Linked DNA regions of Ovis aries: region 1 is linked to region 2. A link is a contact called in public Hi-C data. All regions are on one chromosome and are shown on one strand. Each heading gives the region's core, a stretch centred on a gene start, on an enhancer-like site or on the middle of the called end of the contact. The rest is flanking DNA. Distances are from core to core; before and after follow the strand shown. Region 1 holds the start of POLD3 (DNA polymerase delta 3, accessory subunit). Region 2 has its middle 39 kb from the start of TRNAE-UUC.

What was found. A called contact is a pair of places that touch in the nucleus more often than the background predicts.
Region 1: a contact with region 2 is called in a Hi-C map of tail adipose tissue, with 4 times the contacts expected there. The contact joins the promoter of POLD3 here to the enhancer-like site in region 2. A contact is called at or near these places in 3 of 16 Hi-C or Micro-C datasets (skin fibroblasts and tail adipose tissue).

What each region holds. Positions count from the first base shown.
Region 1 is chr15:52,615,285-52,620,043 of ARS-UI_Ramb_v3.0, reverse strand. It overlaps POLD3 (DNA polymerase delta 3, accessory subunit), which reads right to left and starts at 2,467. Exons shown (of 13, transcript XR_001020892.5): 1 at 2,301-2,467; 2 at 494-549.
Region 2 is chr15:52,339,417-52,344,467 of ARS-UI_Ramb_v3.0, reverse strand. It overlaps a transcript of P4HA3 not described here. Among named protein-coding and RNA genes, the nearest start is that of TRNAE-UUC, 39 kb to the right of the region's middle. Within about 2 kb of position 1,452, at least 5 of the 54 cell types and tissues checked have an H3K27ac peak or open chromatin away from gene starts, as enhancers often do. A contact at or near this core is called in tail adipose tissue, where this site is marked.

The DNA of each region.
Region 1 (4,759 bases), core at 1,218-3,717, 270 kb before region 2:
CTTTTTAGTTTCTCTTAAGTGTTCTCCCCTGTCTTATACTGTTATATAGCCTGCGTCAAACACCTGTTGACCTCATTATGGAAGTAGTTCAATAACACCCAGAGACGGGCCTAAGAAGCACATGTGAAAGTGCAAAGAAGATGTTTGAGATAACAGACACAGAAATATGAGATGTAAACAACTGGCTAGCCCATTTAATAAGTTTTTTGAAATAACAAAGTGATTAACCAGAAGGCAAGGCTACAAATAAATCCAATAAACATATCACCACACATTTGTATACAAGTCCACCCATCTCTTAACTAATAGACAAAAGCAGTAAAAGGCAATAGAAACACTATGCGTTCCCATTTCCCTGGGTAGGGGAAGAGGGGGTGGGGAGTGGAGTTCTAATCAAGAGACTCTCTGTAAAGCTAACAACAAAGTAAAAGAAAACAAACAAACAAAACAAAAAGTTCCAATCTGATTAAAGTTAGTGATAAATTGTACTTACTGTTTGGCCTGATTAACATGAACCCCTAGTGTATAGCTCAGCCATTTGTATGTTACCTGCAAGGAGTTTTTAAAAAAAATTTTATTAGATGACTGCAGAGTGTAGGTCAGCCCAAAGGGCTCCTAAAGATTCTGAGGAGATTACACCTTATAAATTACATTAAATGCCACCCCAGTTTTGCCAAGAACCATCCATCTGGGCAGGTAGGACTCAGACATTTATTTTAGAAAGAAGTCTGCATCACAGATTAATACAAGAATCTAAAAAGGTTGAATATACAAAGAAAAAGCTCTCAATTTCCTTACACTCCCTGTTTCACCCTGGTCCTTCTTTTCACATTTCTGTCCTTTTATGGGGCCACCACCAAAAACTATTCTCAAACTCACTCAGAAACTTAAGTTACTTTGGAGTGTACAACTCAGAAACTTCTGAAGAAAGTTGCAGCCACATAAATAATAAAGGGCACAGGTGGTGCAGGGGTCAGGGAATGAGTGAAGTGGATGAATACTCTATCAGAGGTTAGATTGGGAATTACTGGCCTCAAGCTTTGCTCTTCCTTCCATTCTTCCTTGAACTGTCATTTGCCACTTCCTTGTAACCTGTCACCCTCCCCTCAAAGCCTTCCAATTCGAAATGCTGAGTTTCCAGTAATTAGAAGACTTAGCACAGATTGGGCAAAGACAGTGTGATGTAGAGGAAAGCAACAGCAGAACAGACATAGACTGGAAAATTGATTATCCCGTGTGTGTGTGTGTGTGTGTGTGTGTGTGTGTGTGTGTTAGTCTCCCAGTCGTGTCCTACTCTTTGTGACTCTCATGGACTATAGCCCAGTAGGCGCCTCTGTCCATGGAATTCTCCAGGCAAAAATACTGGAGTGGTTGCCATTCCCTTCTCCCAGGAGATCTTCCCAACCCAAGGATCAAACCTACATCTCCTGCGTGGATTATCCCTTACTAACCACAAGTTAATCTTCCCTGGTGGCGCAGAGGTTAAAGCGTCTGCCTCCAATGCGGGAGGCCCAGGTTCGATCCCTGGGTCCGGAAGATCCCCTGGAGAAGGAAATGGTAACCCACTCCAGTATTCTTGCCTGGAGAATCCCATGGACGGAGAAGCCTGGTAGGCTACAGTCCACGGGGTCGCAGAGTCGGACACGACTGAGCGACTTCACCTTCCTTCAATCACAAGTTATTGGCCCCTCTGCTTCAACTACCTTTTCTAAGGCTACTCCCACCGACCTCTATGGGTCACTGTAGAAAAGTAAACGCAATAATGTATATCCAAAGCTCACAGTAGGCACTCAATCATCACGATTTGAGAAACCCTCTCACATCCATCGTCTCACTTGATCTTTACTTCAACCCTGTAAGGCAGGTCAAGCCTGAATCAATAACAAACTTCGAGGAAAACGAAACCAACTGACGGTCGGATTAAACAACCTGTTACTTAACCCGGTCAAAACACAATTTCCTCAACTGTAAACTTGAGACTTCAAACGCCAACCACCTTGCCAGAAACGTGTAGAGACACCTTAGAAACAACATCAACTAAGGCTCCTCCCTCCCCGCCCGACCTCCGTGGCCCTCGGTCTGCGCAGAGCCCAGCACGCCCACCCGAGGAACCTGGATCTGCCGGCGGGGCAGAAGTCCTCCCCGGCGAGTCCCCGCCCTGCCTGGGGCATCAGGAGTGGGGACCGTCTCCACTGGACCAGCCCCATGCGGGAACACGCAGAGGGATCAAGGCCCCTGCCGCCCTCGCTGGGCCCGAACCCCCAGTCGCACGCCCGCATTCCCCAGTCCTAGCTCCTCACGATCTTGTTCTGGTCCGTGACGAACTCGTCTATATTTTCCAGATAAAACTGGTCCGCCATGGTGCCGCGGCGTTCTGCTCCGCCGCAGCTGAGCTCCCCTAGCCGCCACAACCGCAGCTCCCGCCGGCGGGAAACGTCTTTTCTCCCTCCCAGGTCCCGGGTCGTTTCCCACGGCAACGAAGGCGACGCGCTACGGCGGCCGCTCGAGGGTCAAACTAGTCTCGGAGGCGGCGCAGGCTGAAGTAGGTGGAGCTAACAGGAGCTGACGGAAGGGAGGAACAAGGGGCTCAGGCGTGGTCTGGAACGGCTGACTGTAGAACCTTAGTGTCAATCCAGGCTCTGCCAGTTCGTGGCTGACACACTGCAAGACACCTCACCTCTCTAGGAGTCGCGGTCTTCCCACCCGTAAACTGATGAAATAATCTTGCCCTGTCACACATTGAGTCAATGAATATTAATTAGGTACCTAGCCTGTTTCCAGCCACTTCCTAGGCACTAGGACACAGCAGTGAACAATAAAGACAGAAATAAATATTAAAAGTCCTGCCAGCTGGGATAAAGTACTGCCTGTTACAATCTCTCAGAATTGAGAGATTAGGGAAAGTTTTCCAGAATGAATGAGAGAGGGGATGTTTGCTGGGAAGAGAATAGTTTTCATTATAGCTGAAATGTTGGGAGAAAAGGACACGAGGAGAGATGAGACGAAGGAAGAAGCCAAACTATGCTGTGCCTACAAGGTTTGCGTTAAAGGGCACGTGAACTCTATTCTCAAGAATTGGGGAATTTCAAATAAAATTTCTCCTAACATCAGCTAAAAAAAAATCCTTCCGTATAAGCTGTGTATTTCAGAACGGCAGCACAGTGAATAATGGAGCTGGCACTAGAGTTAGGGTTTTGATATTTGTTGTGTGAACTTAGGTAAATTGCTTAACCACTGCAAGCTTGTTTCCACATCTGTAAGATGGATATAGTAATAGCCAGAGAAGGCGATGGCACCCCACTCCAGTACTCTTGCCTGGAAAATCCCATGGGCGGCAGAGCCTGGTAGGCTGCAGTCCATGGGGTCACTAAGAGTCGGACACGACTGAGCGACTTCACTTTCACTTTCACTTTCATGCATTGGAGAAGGAAATGGCAACCCACTCCAGTAATCTTGCCTGGAGAATCCCAGGGACCGGGGAGCCTGGTTGGCTTCCATCTATGGGATCGCACAGAGTCGGACATGACTGAAACGACTTTGCAGCAGTAGCAGCAGTAATAGCACCCACTTCAAATGTTTGTTGCAACATGCATTCATTCAGGATATAGTTAGCAAAAGCCTAGTAGGGGCCTGGCATTGTTCTGCAGATACAGCTGTGATCAATAACATAGGGAGCCTGTCCAAATGTAGCTTACATTTTCTTGGAGATTTTTGAGTGAGGGATCATAGCAGCTTAAAAATTAATTTCTAGTGTACTAGAAATTGAGAACCCAGTAAACTTGGTTTCCTTTTGAGTCAGGAAAACCCACTAATGAATTAGATGAGTGGAGAATGAGAAAGATGGTAATAAAAATTGCCTAGACTTGGAACCTAAATCTATATGTTAATAGTGATATATTTGACTGTGAGATATGAAGACTGAGAGAAAGTGCAAATGAGAAAATTAAAGAATTTTATTTGGCCAGAATATAAACCAGATAATATATACATAACCCTTGTGCCATGCCTGCACATGATGAAATCAACAGTTAGTATCTGTACTTGGGATTGGTGGGCTTCCCTGGTGGCTCAGATGGTAAAGAATCCACCTTCAATGTGGGAGACCTGGGTCAGGAAGATCCCCTGGAGAATGGAATTGGCTACCCACTCTAGTATTCTTGCCTGGAGAATTCCGTGGTCAGAAGAGCCTGTTGGGCAGTCCATGGGGTCACAAAGAGTCAGACACAACTGAGCAACTAACACACACACTTAGACTGGTGACACTGGCTTTGCTGGTGGCTCAGATGGTAAAGAATCTGCCTGCAGTGAGAGAGACCCAGGTTCAATCCCTGTGCCAGGAAGATCCCCTGGAGAAGGAAATGGCAACTCACTCCAGTATTCTTATCTGGGAAATCCCATGGACAGAGGAGCTTGGAAGGCTACAGTCATGGGGTCGCAAAGAATTGGACACAACTGGGCGACTAACACACTCCCTGGTGACATTGAGCAGAGGAGTGAAAGAGGCACAAGCGCCAGATTTCAGTGATTCAAGAAGTGAGGAAGAATGAGAAAAAGAACTGAAGATAGAGCGTAGAGACAACTCTGGCTAATTAACTCCGTGAAACAGAGAGGAGAGTGGGGTGAGGATCATGACTTTCACAACAAGTCTGTCTGAGCAACAGGGGTGGGAGATGGTGGTGGGTGTTTGTCTGGGAAGGAAGTAAGATAGGCCTTCTGGAGTCTTTTCTATGTAGAAGATCCTCATGCAGGCTTGCCTCAG
Region 2 (5,051 bases), core at 203-2,702:
CCTTCTGAAACAATTCCAAAAAAAACTGCAGAGGAAGGAACACTTCCAAGCTCATTCTATGAGGCCACCATCACTATGATACCAAAACCAGACAAAGATATCACAAAACAGAGAGAAAATTACAAGCCAGTATCACTGATGTAGATGCAGAAGTCCTCACTGAAATGCTAGCAGACTGACTCCAGTAAAAAGGATCATACAGTATGATCCAGTCGGATTTATCTCAGGGATGCAAGGATTCTTCAACATCCACACATCAGTGTGATATACCACATTAACAAATTGAATAAAAATTATATGATCATCTCAATAGACGCAGAAAAAGCTTTTGATAAAATTAAACATCCGTTTATGATAAAAACTCTCCAGAAAGTGGGCAAAGAAGGAACCTACCTCAACATAGTAAAGGCCATATATGACAAACCCACATCTAACATACTCAGTGGTGAAAAACTGAAACATTGATTATCAGGGGGGAAAAAAACCTCTCTCCTTGTATTGCTCAGTTAACTACCCAGTTAACTGTTTCCTCCATCCACCTATATGGCCAGCCAGTTGGCTAGTCTCAGGTTCCGAGGTTTCGCCTGGCTACAGGCTGGGTTTCTAGCAAACTGCTGGGAGAGGAAGCCAGCTCTAGGAATATGGGAGCCTCTTGAGTTTACATAACTTTCTGAGCCCTGGACCCAGACTGAGAATGTGTTGACTCTGGCCACTGATGGGGCAGCCAGCTGGGGCAGAAGAGTTGGCTTGAAGATTACAAACAAAACACTGTCCCTGCAGTAAAGGGTATGACTGCTGTTTGCTTTCTCAACTCCTGCTGTAGATTCTCTTCTTACTTTCCTCTTGTTAAAAGTCATGACCCTCTTAATTCCCCAGCTCCAGTTTTGATGACACAGGCCCTTGAATCCAACTTAAGGGTCCTTGGCACCTCACTGTCCAAATCTGTTTGTTTTATCCATTCCACCTCTAAAATATCGAGCCTTTCTCCTCCCCTCATCCCTGCAGCACTTACCTAGTTCAGAATACTTTTGCCTTTTACCTAGACTACCACTGCCTCTGTACTGCTATCTAGTCCAGTGCCTGCAGTCCAGTTCCACAGGTACCAGAGTGACTCTCCTTAGTGTCTGGCAACTCGCCATCTTGCCACTATAGGCCTTTATATCCTGCCTCCTCCAGCGTCTCCTGTCACAGCTTTTACTCCAGCCACACTGATCATACTCATCTACCAGCCATGTCAGACTGACCTTGGTGGGCTTGTGCATGCTGCCTGCTAGCCCTACAGTGTACTTCCCTTCTCCACCTCCACCTTGTAATGATGCTTCAAAGCTCAACTCACATGCTACCTACTTTGTGAAACTATCCCTTGCCTGTTTCCAAAGAGGTTTAGTTGTCCCCTTCCCTTTGTACAGTGTGGTCACTGTTTCGATAATGGTCTTTCTAGACTATGAGCTCATTTGAAAGGCCTCATTATTTATCTCTGTCTCCAGAGTCAACTGGAAGCTTGGCACAGAGCAACTGCTCAGGTTTGCTTAGTCAGCAAATAAATGTTTGTAATAGCAGCTTTAGAAGAGGATAACAAGAAGTCGTGCCCAACTCTCCTCAGCCCTTTGAGTCTTCTCAATCACAAGATTCTGGCCCCCAACATTAGATCTGTGTCTGCCCTATTTGCCCACCTTCTTCTTTCAGGAAGTTCTCCTTGGACATTCTTTAGTGTATGTGTCTGACAGATTGTCCTCTGGTTTGACGCAAATATGTTCCTTCTGGCTTTGTGGAAATACTTCATTCAAAGGGTCCAAGGGTCTCCTTTATTCTCTTCCTGAGTTTGGAGTGCTGATCTGTAGGCTTCACAAGGATGCTATATCCAGCACATAGTAGGTGCTCCTTAAAGAGTATATTATGTGGAAACCAACACAATACTATAAAGCAATTACCCTTCAATTTAAAAAAAAAATACATTATCTGAACATATGAATGGTCTCTTCTCTACTAGGAGATAGTGCAATGCTCAAAGATCCTGCCACCTCCTAGCCATGTCTGTGGGCAAGTCATTTTACATCTCTGAAATTCAGTTTCTTTGCCTTCAAATTGGGGAAAAACTGGATAGCTACATGGAAAAGACTGAAATTAGAACATTCTCTAACATCTTAAAATGGATTAAAGACCTAATAAAATAAACTCAGAATGGATTAAAGACCTAAATATAAGACCAGATACTGGACTTCCCTGGTGGCTCAGTGGTAAAGAATCCACCTGCCAACACAGGAGATTCAAGTTCAATCCCTGGTCTGGGAAGATTCCATATACTGTGGAGCAACTAAGCCCATGTACCACAACTACTGAGCCTGTGCTCCACAACAGGAGATGCTACTGTAATGAGAAGCCCATGCATTGCAACTCGAGAGTAGCCCCTGCTCTCCACAACTAGAAGCAATGAAGATTCAGCACAAAAATAACAAAATCATTAAGAAAAAAGACTAGATACTATAAAAATCTCTGAAGGAAAACATAGAACACTCTTTGACATATAATCACAGTGATTTGTTTTGGATCTGTTGCCTAAAGTGATGGAAATAAAAGCAAAAATAAACAAATGGGACCTAATTAAACTTAAAAGCTTTTGCACAGCAAAGTACAGTGTAAACAAAATGAAAGGAAAACCTACAGAATGGGAGAAAATATTTGCAAATGATGTGAACGACAAGGAATTAATTTCCAAAATATACAGACAACTCATATAGCTCAGTATCAAAATAACCCAATCCAAAAATGGGCAGAAAATCTAAATAGTTCTCCAAAGAGACATGTAGATGGGCCAATAGGCACATGAAAAAATGTTCACCATTACTAACTAGTCAAGAAATACAGATCAAAACTACAGTGAAGCATCACTTCACACCAGTCAGAATGGCCATCATCAAAAAGTCTACAAATAATAAATGCTGGAAAGGGTGTGAAATGCTGGAAAAGGGAGCCCTCCTACACTGCTGGTAGGAACGTAAATTGGTGCAGCTGCTATGGAAGACAGTCTGGAAGTTCCTTAAAAAACTAAAAACAGAGTTGTCATATGATCCAGCGATTCCACTCCTGAGCATGTATCTGGAGAAGATGAGAACTCTTAATTTGAAAGACACAGGCACCCCAGTGTTCACCACAGCACTATTTACTGTAGCTGAGAAATGGAAGCAACCTAAATGTCCATCAACAGATCAATGGATAAAGATTTGGTGTGTGTGTGTATATATGATATGTGTGTGTGTGTATGTATACACAATGGAATACTACTTAGCCATAAAAAGAATGAAATAATGCCATCTCCAGCAACATGAATGGACCTAGAGATTATATTGAGACAGAAAAAGACAAATATCATATGATAACACTTCTATATGGAATCTAAAAAAATGATACAAATGAATTTATTTAAAAAACAGAGACTCACAGACTTCAAAAACAAATTTATGGTTTCCAAAAGGGAAAGGTTGGGAGAGGGGTAAATTAGGAGTTTGGGATTAATGTGTACACAAAATATATACAAATAAAGTAAACAACAATGACTTATTTCATACCACAGGGAACTATATTCAATATCTTATAATAACCTGTAATGGAAAAGAATCTGAAAAAAGAACACACATATATAACTAAACCACTTTGTTCTACACCTGAAACTAACACATTGTAAATCAACTTAAAAAAATAATATACTTAAATTAAAAAAATGATAATTTATGTGAACTTTAAAAAAAAAGATAAATTGAGAATAATGCCCATACTTCACAAGGATTCAGAAGATTAAGATGTAACTAGGAGAAGGCAATGGCATCCCACTCCAGTACTCTTGCCTGGAAAATCCCATGGACGGAGGAGCCTGGTAGGCTGCAGTCCATGGGGTTGAACAGAGTCGGACAGGACTGAAGTGACTTAGCAGTAGCAGCAGCAGAGTATCTAATATAAAGTTAAGTGAATGTTTCTTACTTTCCATCCATCAAGCCTGGTCATCATCCTCTTGCCAGGTATCTGTACCAAAATGACCTCTGCCCAGGGTCACCTATATTGTCCAGGAGGCAGTGTAAAGAGGAAAAAACCCTAAGTTTAAATTCTGACACGTCTTCTGAGCTATATGAATTTGGACCTAATGCCTGCCTGTCAAATGACATCACCTACCTCATAGGGTTGTCATGAGGATTAAATAGTTGTGTGAAAAGTCAAATAGCTGCTCAACTTTGATAACTATTATGACTTAATCTGGTGAACAAAATTGGCTGTGTCCCTGAAAAACACACATTTGACCATGCTGCCCCCCTGTGGACAGAGTGCAAACAGGCCAGCAAAGAGACCTTGGTAGGCCCCTCCCTCCCCAAGAAGGGCTTGGTGGAAGCGCACAGAACACAGGGACTTTTCTTCTCTGCCAGGGAGCTCATGCTTTACTCAGATATATTTAGTGAACATCCAAACCAGAATTTCTCAGAATAATGTGCTTCTTGGAGTGTAGATCCGTACTGACTCAATAAGGACACAATCTTGAACAAGCTTCCAGATGATACTTAATGCTGCTGACCACAGGCCACTCCGAGTAAAGAAGGTCTTGGGAGTGACATGATAGGAACTATTTATTAGGTGCTTACCCTATGTCAGTTACTGAGAGAGTTAACCCATATTAACTTGTGTAGTCCTCAAGACCCTATGGGGTAAATACTGTTGACCTCTATTTTTCAGATGAGGAAACCAAAGCACAAAGAGAGGAAAGTACTTAGCTATCTGATACATCCAGCAAGGGATGGGCCTTAGGTTCTAATTTAGGCAGCCTAGCTCCAACACCTGCTAAGACTCCAGCAATGTGTAGAGAGTAGCCAGGGGAGGGGCTGCGGCAAGGAGAGGAGGAGACATAGAACACAGAGTGGATGGCAGTTGTGAATGTGAGAGAGGAAGCCATCAAGGACACTTTGGCTGCCTTGTTTAGACCAGTCGAGAGATGGGGGAACCTATCACTACTGAGCTAGGAATATGGGAGAACAAGTTTTAGGGGGAAGGTAGTTCAACTTAGGAATGGT